Regions from separate parts of the Mus musculus genome. Here region 2 is linked to region 1. The links are chromatin contacts, called in public promoter capture Hi-C maps. All regions are on one chromosome and are shown on one strand. Each heading gives the region's core, a stretch centred on a gene start, on an enhancer-like site or on the middle of the called end of the contact. The rest is flanking DNA. Distances are from core to core; before and after follow the strand shown.

The links. Capture Hi-C pulls out chosen DNA fragments and counts their contacts.
Region 2: a contact with region 1 is called in a promoter capture Hi-C map of liver. The contact joins the promoter of Col9a2 here to the promoter of Rims3 in region 1. A contact is called at or near these places in 7 of 39 promoter capture datasets (the 3T3-L1 cell line, the C10 cell line, hippocampal neurons and 3 more), 39 of 484 Hi-C or Micro-C datasets (the AML12 cell line, B cells, the C10 cell line and 29 more), 2 of 115 datasets of contacts at active chromatin or transcription factors (bone marrow-derived dendritic cells and microglia) and 2 of 9 other capture datasets (adipose tissue and liver).

Annotation. Positions count from the first base shown.
Region 1 is chr4:120,853,119-120,857,073 of GRCm38.p6, forward strand. It overlaps Rims3 (regulating synaptic membrane exocytosis 3), which reads left to right and starts at 1,681. Exons shown (of 8, transcript NM_182929.3): 1 at 1,681-2,004.
Region 2 is chr4:121,037,756-121,041,710 of GRCm38.p6, forward strand. Col9a2 (collagen, type IX, alpha 2) reads left to right here and starts at 1,811. Exons shown (of 32, transcript NM_007741.2): 1 at 1,811-2,031; 2 at 3,210-3,284. The coding sequence starts at 1,960.

The DNA.
Region 1 (3,955 bases), core at 431-2,930:
TTTTAATTTTTTTTTAATTTTTTTAAAGGTTTGTTTGTTTGTTTGTCCATTTAATGTATGAGTGCTCTATCTGCATGTGCACCTGCATGTCAGAAGAGGGCATCAGATCTCATGGTTATGAGCCACCATGTGGTTGCAGGAAATTGAACTCAGAACCTCTAGAAGAGCAGCCAGTGCTCTTATCCGCTAAGCCATCTATCTCTCTAGAAGCCTAAACTGCTGGGTCTTAAGTCAGCACATCCATTTGAAGTCCATTCAGGCAGATGCCAAGCCTCGTGCAATGGTTTTTCTAGGTTGTCAACTTGACCTTATTGGGAATTAACTGAAACCCAAGTGGTATACCAATGAAGGAGTTTTCCCCCTTAATTAAATCATTTGAAATGGGAAGACCCACTTTTACCCTGGATCGTTTGAGGTTGAAAGATCCACTGTTGATGGAAGCAAAAAAAGCTTGCTCTCTTTGCATACTGGCCCTCACCCTCACTGGCAACCTCAGTCCGTCACTAACATTTGAACCCACTTCTTTGGCATTCCAGCAGATATTGAAGGCCATCTGGCCTTGTGGAGTGAATAACTCCTGAGTTCTTGGACTTTCCATTGTACAGCCATTGTTGGACAAGCCGGATCACATCCTGTAAGCCATTTTAATAAATCCCCTCCCACATGTGTGCGTGTACGTGTGTGTGTGCGTGTGTGTGTGTGTGTGTGTGTGCGTGTGTGTGTGTGTGTGTATGTGTTTCTTCTCTAAATTCTGTCCCTCTAGAGAACCAACAGTAATACAGGGTTCCCACTTGCAGTCCTATTGACACAGGGCCTGAGGACTCTTTGGTATCAGGACTGGCCAGCACAGTTCCAGGGTTGGTTCTTACTGGAAACCCCTCATAATTGCAGAAACTACGAGTAACTCAAGATATTGTGAAAAATCCCTTCAGGACAAAACTGTCCCCAGTTGAAAGGCACTGCCACAGGTGGCAAAGGAGCTAATATGGGTCATAGGCCCCTTACCTGAAGTCTGAAAGTATATTGGAAGTTCCTTTTTTTTAAACAAAGGACTTACTTTCACTTCGTGTGTGTATGTGCACACATGTGCTGGAGCCTTCAGGTGCCAGAAGAGGGCATCAGATTCCTTGGAGCTGAAGTAACAGTTGTCTGACTTGGGTGTTGGGAACTGAACTCTGATCTTCAAAAGCAGCACTCTTTTGTGACTCCTGATCTCTCTCTCTCTCTCTCTCTCTCTCTCTCCCTCCCTCTTTCCAGAAAATCTTTTACAGCAGGCACTTGAGCAAGTCATTTCTCCTCCGAAAGTTTCCCCCCTTTTTTTGGTCTTTAAAATGGACTCTATGTTTGTAAGGTGTTTAGCCTTACTGCTCACCATCTGACATTCCTTGATCTTGTTCAGAATAGATGGAGGCACCTGGGAGGTGCCCCCAAGGACAAGGAAGTTTGAGAAGGAACAGATTGTGTAGAAGAGTGGACAGGCAGGGGACAGGAGGAGCATCTTAGGGACTTGAGCGGCCCCCAACCCCTGATTCTTAGAGGTTCACTTCTTCCAGGCCTACTCCTCAAGGATACACCTAGAAGATCCAGATTCCAGAGGCCACGCCCACCTTCGGGCCCCGCCCCATCTGGCCCCGCCCCATCCACTAATCCCTCCCACCAGCCCTAGGCCCCGCCCCTGCCAGGGCCCGCTTCCTCCCGCCAGCCGTGGCTTGGGCTTTGCACCCGGCGGCGACTGAGAACTGTGTGGCGACTGCGGAGCCAGCAGCGCAGGCGGGCGGAGCGGAGCTGTCCGGCCCGGTGGCGGGCGATGCCCCCGTGAGTCTCTGTCGCTGCCCCTCCCCGCCCCGCGTCCCTACCCCTTCGGAGTCCGCGCCCGCTCGGGGCCGGGCCGCGCCTACCGCCGGGTCCGCGGGGCGGGGTCCCGGGGCAGCACCTGCCTCGCCTTGCGGCGCCACTCCGCCAGCGGAATCCCGCTCCAGGCGTGGACCCCGGCCCCACCTCGGGGTAAGTCAGCAGGCCTTGCGCGCCTGCGAGTGGGCGTGGGGAGGGGGCTGCGGTCAGGGCAGGGGACCACGCCGGGAAGGGGGGTTCCGGCCGGCCGCCGAGCGCTACGTAGGGATGTATGCCAGATCTGGGGGGCGGGGGGGAGGGTTTGGGGGGGAGGCTCCGCGATGCGCACAACCTGGGATGACTGTGGGGCGGGGGCTGAGCCTGAGGAAACCTGGAAAATGGGGTAGGAACCCTAGAATCTGGAGTACTTTGCTGACGCTCAGGGTTTCACCTGGGGCCCTGATCTTCAACAGCATTGCTTCGCATGGCATTTTTGCAAAGTGCTTAAAATCCCTCCTGGAAAGGTAGCCTGCCTTTCTCCCTCCTGCCTGTACCCTGGTTGGGAAGCGGCCACTTTTTCCTTCCAACGTGACACCATTGTACCCAGAGAAACACTCCCCTTCTTAGTAAAAAGGAGAGAGGTGGTGCTCACGCAGCTTCAGGGTGAAAGAAGGGGCTTCTGGGAAGCTGGGAAAAAGTGGTCAGGGGCACGATGGGTCACCCAAGGCTTCAAGGAAGCTTGGCAAGACCCTTCATGGGCTATTCTGGCATCTTGTTCATTTGGGAGAATAGGTCTCCTTGGCTGGCTTCCTGGTTGCCTGGATCCCAGGCCCCCATTACCTCTGTACAACCCAACCTCAAGGAGTGGGTTTCCCCTCCTAGTATCTCAGAAGCGAATGAATGGTCCCTCTATAGCTCTTGTAGTCCCTGGCTAAGGTGGGAAATGTTGTAGCTAAGCCAGAGCAACAAGGGGCCCTAGCTAGCAGTGCCATCAGGGGCCTTCAGGGCTTGGGCCTGGGGGAATTGCTGTGTCCAACCCTGTCTCTAAGGGTGATATCTTGGAGAGAGATGGAAGGCAGCTGCTTTTCCTATTGCTCTGTTCTCTGCTGGTGATGACTTCTCACTGGGTTTTGGGGCCTGAATGGTGGAAAGAGGGTCTTTCACCAAGGGATTGACAACCCATCTCCACAGTTGCTGCCAGCCACCAATCAGTCCGTAATCACAATCACGCAACTGCCAACTCTGTCCCCATAGGCAAGTGAAGAGGATGGCCCAGTGGGACACTCTCTGGGCAGGGGCCTGCTGGGGAGGGGTCCATGCAGTTTGTGCTTAAACCAGGTATTCAGGGACTTCCTTGGGTTCTCCAACCATCTGGCCGTTTACAAGGGATAGAGCCCCAGAGCTGATTAAACTTGTCTTCAAATCCCGGCTCTGCTACTTTCTGCCTATGTGATATGAAAGGAAGGAATCACCTGCTTTCTCCGAGCCTCTTTCGGCAAAACAGTCCTACGGTTTTAGGAGGAATAAATACAGTGGTAGGTTTGAGCAGCTTCTCCCTGAGCCCTCCTGAGCTCAGTGGGTAACTGCTGAACTATAAGCAACACTGTGCCAAGCATTTGCTGGGGCAGGCATGCTGGAGCCAGGAGCTGAGGACTCAGCAGGGACCTTAGTCCCTTCCTCCAGGGGATGTGCTCAGTGTAGGTGTTGGTGTCTTAACTGTTCTTGCTCCCTCTGCCACTCCTAGTCTCTGGACATTGATTGGATTTTACTCTTTGGAGCCCGGGCTTGAAGCTGCTGGCTGGCTGAGTACTCAGAGCTGCCGCTGCCGCTGCCTCTGGTTCTCTGCTGCTCACCCTGAGCAGTTTCTGAGCTGGGGGGGGGGGGGGGGGGGTTGGGGGCAGGGCTGTCAGGGGTCTGGGTAATATCTGTCCATAGCTAGTAGCTGGCCCTTTAAGGAGTGAAGAAAACAATTATCAGGCCTGGGCATTGCATCAGCTGGAGCCTGGAGGGTCTCAGGGGAGGGGGAGGGAGGCTGGTGGTTGATTTCATTAGTGCCATGCGAGATCTCTCACCTGAGTCTGCCCCACTCCCCAGCTGAAACCTTTTACCCCCAGGTGCTAGCCGC
Region 2 (3,955 bases), core at 561-3,060, 180 kb after region 1:
TGGCGAGTTGGGGGCGCGCTCAACAGAGTTAGAAATGGTTATAGGCTGATATGTGGGTACTTGGTCCTCTGCAAGTGCAGCTGGTGCTCTTAACCACTGAGCCATCTCCCCGGCTTCATAACATACTTAAGAAAAGGAAATGTGGAGGGTGATTTTTACACGTGTTTATGTGTTTTGTGTATGTGCATGTGCTTATATGTTCACTGCATGTTTGCTGTTGCCCATGGAAGCCAGAAGAGAGCATTGGATTCTATGGAACAGGAGGTACAGGTAGTTGGGAGCCATCTGATGTGGGATGCAAATCCCCAAATTCTACAAAAGTAAGGAGTGCTTTTATCTGTGGAGCCATCTGTCCAGGCCTCCTCCTTGGCCAGGTCACTTGATTTGCTTGTGGTCAAGTTTCCATACTGGAGGCCAGTTGGATACCAAGAGCAAATGATACTGAGGGTCACAGCGCACTGCTGTCACATTAAGCAGCTGCCACCATCAGCTCCTTCAATCTTCAAGCAAATTCTTTAAGATAGGGACCATGTTGTTCCCAGTTACAGAGGAGGAAACTAAGACTTCATTTATGTCATGGAGGTGTCTGTGGTCATAACTGTGGTTAGTGGCTGCATGAGATCCACTGCCCTTAGCCAGTGAGTGGAAGAGAAGGAGAGGAGAAAGGGGCTCTGGACCGAGGTGACCAGACAGGTGGGTTTGGGGTGTTACTGAATAAAGTGGTGGCTGTTTCCATGAACTTGGGAGGTCAGTTGAAAGGGGGTGAGGGAGAAGTCTCTCCCAGTCCAGGAGACAGCAGCATGCAGGTGCCGCTGAGGAGAAAGACAATCGTGTCACTTGGCTGACAGTGGACCTCACACATGCAGGTGGTTCCACACGGTTAGATAGCCCAGGTCCATTTTAGTTTGTGTGACTATGCATTGTGGTGTTTGATAGTCTAAGGGACACTTTTCATAGAACATGTACTCCTCCTTAATATGTAATTGTAGGGATCTGGAGAGATGGCTCCCTGCTGAAGAGCTCGTGCTCTTCTTGCAAAAACCCAGGTTGTTGCCAGCACCCACGTAGGAGCTTACACCTTTCTACAACTCCAGTTCCAAGGATGTCTGGTCCCCCATGGGACAGGGTCATACCTGAGGGCAAAACACTCATTCGCATAGATAAAAACTTGTCTTCAAAGGATATAACTGTACAAGGTCACATGGGGTGGATGCCTGGTGGATGCTTGGGAGAGAAGACGTGAAGGACTGGCATTGCCAAGGGCAGATCCAAATGCTAACAGGATGCCTCAAGGATGGAAGATGTTCGGATCGCACTGGTCGATGGAAGCAGGGAGGCGAGAGGAAAGGGAAATTTAGAGGCCACAGACAACTCTAATGGAATTGATGGTGGAGGGGGAGAGAAGAGGCAGATGGGGAATTCCCGAGGTGGCAGATTCAAGAAAGATGTTGGTGTGTTTTAATATGGCAGGGACCTGATTGTTTGTGGAGAGGACTGAGCCAATTTAGAAAAGATGGAGTTGGTGGAGTCCTGGCCAGGTCTCCAGAACCTGAGATGGTTGAGGCTCTGGAGGATAAAGGACCCAGACAAGCTTGCCCGGGGAAAGGATGGGGCTGAGGGCCAGGAGGAAGGCTTTGATCTTGGAGGCAAGGAGGAAAGGGACTTCGAATGGACTTCTGCTCTTCACACAGAAAGTAGTCCCGTACCCCGAGATGCCCCCGGGACTTCCCAGCTGGGGCGTCTGGTCAAACTCAGAATGCAGACCCAGGGTGGGCACAGAAGATCCGCCCCTGACCGGGCGGAGCTGGACAGTTCCTCCCCACAGTGCTCTCAGGTGACAGGCCTGCAGGTCCCCGCCCCGGCCCGTCTAGCTGCGTTTTCGGGAGATCCAGTCCGAGGCTCCGAAAGCAGCCCCCGCCATCGGTGCTTGGACCCCCGCTCCAGAACCCGCTGTTCGCCATGACCGCCGTGCCCGCGCCCCGCAGCCTGTTCGTTCTCCTCCAGGTGCTGTGGCTCGCCCTGGCTCAGATCGTAAGTCCTGTCACTTCTCTGTCTCCGCCGTCCCTGGTGCAGAGCCTGGGTTTAGGATCCTGGAGTCTTTAGGACCTGTTCTAGTCTGTCCCTAGCCTGAGGGGCAGCTGAGGACAGAGCCGCTGGGGTGATGCATACCCGGCAAACCGCTCGCGGTGAAGGGAGATTGACTAGTCCGGGAACCAGAGGGACCTTGCCTCGGGATGCTTGGCCTTGCCTGGGACAGGCAGCGTCGAGCAGGAGATGGCGCGGGGGCCTGGCAGTGGAGAGAGCCCAGGTGGTGCGGAGACAATGGTGGCTATTCAGTCGACAGCGGAGCCTCCGCCCCCGGAGTCTCCTAAGGGACCCAGGCTCCAGCCAGACTTCCCTGTCGCCCCAATATGTCCGTTTCCTGACTGTGGGCTTCTGCCTCACTTCGCAGGGACAGCTGGGCCCTAGGAAAGAGATGCCCGGTTTAGGACCAAATGGGGATGCTGGGCCCGCTCACCAAGCAGTGCTAGTGTAGGGGTACAGTTCGCCTGTGAGGCGCCAGCCTGGCACATCTTAACCTGGGGAGGGCACCTGGCGCCAGCATCTGGCACGCGTGGACTTCCTGAGTCGGGGCTGGTTCGCTACCTTAGGGAGGATTGGGTGGGAAGAGTCCCAGCTTTCCTTCTTCTCTGAGGTCTCTTTACCTGCACCAGGGACGAGGGAGAGGTGCCAGTTCACCGCTATACCTGTTGTTGGTTAGAAAACAGCAATAGTTCGAACGGCCATCGTTGGCTAGGTGCCATCTTGCACATCATCTGTGATTTGAGCAAATGATGTCTTCATCTATTTCCTATCGTGACAGTGCAAAGACCGTGTGACCCAGGGGAAGAAGCCAGCCAACCTAGGGTGTAATCACGGTTTCAGCATTCACTTGCAGTGATCACGAGCCTTGAGTCTTTTTGTGTTTCCTCACCCTCTGCTTGTCACCCCTAATAGTACCCCCCCCCGAGTTCTGAGTAGTTCATAAAGTAACAGAGCATAATGGCACACAGTGCCTGACACACAGTAGCTGCTCAACAAACTCCCCATGAAGCACCATCTCCTTGGGGAGATGCTGCCCTAGTCACCTTTGCTCTCGGGGTCTCCAGCAGCCCCTGGGAGCCCAGTTCTGCGTACTGTCTGAGGGCTGCACTCTTGTGTATTTTCAGAGAGGTCCACCAGGGGAGCCGGGTCCTCCAGGGCCACCAGGGCCACCAGGAGTGCCTGGTTCAGATGGCATCGACGTGAGTATCTAACTTCAGACTTGAGAGGAAGCAGGGCTATCCACAAAGGAGAACTTTATGAGCGCAGGGGTGGGGATGCCTGGAAGTTTAGCGCCCCCTGTTGCCAGCAGGCGGTGCCTGCAGAGACCACAAGGAGTCTGTTTGTTCAGAGAAAACCCCAAACCAGCCTTGAAATGTGGGAGTCTGTCAAAACCACCCAGCAACAAGGGCCTGCTGTTCTGCTGTTGGCCTCGGCTCACAGCGTGTCCTTATCCCCCTCCCTCTCTTCCTCCTCTTCGTGCTGTCCCCTGACACACTACATGCCTCTTTAAGGTAGCTGGAGAACCTCGTGTAGACTGGCTGAGCAGCTTGGGACCACACTCCTGTCTCTCCCTTTTGCTTTTAGCTCCCCTGTTTAGAATCAGCTGGGCTTGTCTTCTGCTCTCCCAGTGTGCTGAGGGTTAACCACCTCATTCTGGAAGCTCCCCCAGGAGGTCGGCTGGATGTTTACGGTTTGGACAGACTTCTATTCAGTCTGGTGCCCCCACCCCCAAACGCAGGGCGCTGGGCCCCAGCCAGGCTCTTGCTGCAGGCTGCGGAATGCCTGGGGGCCTCTCTGGGGCTAAATCTGACTCCACGGCCCTGCCCGGCTCCTACCAAGGGTCCTTTGTCACACGGAAAAGAGACCTTTC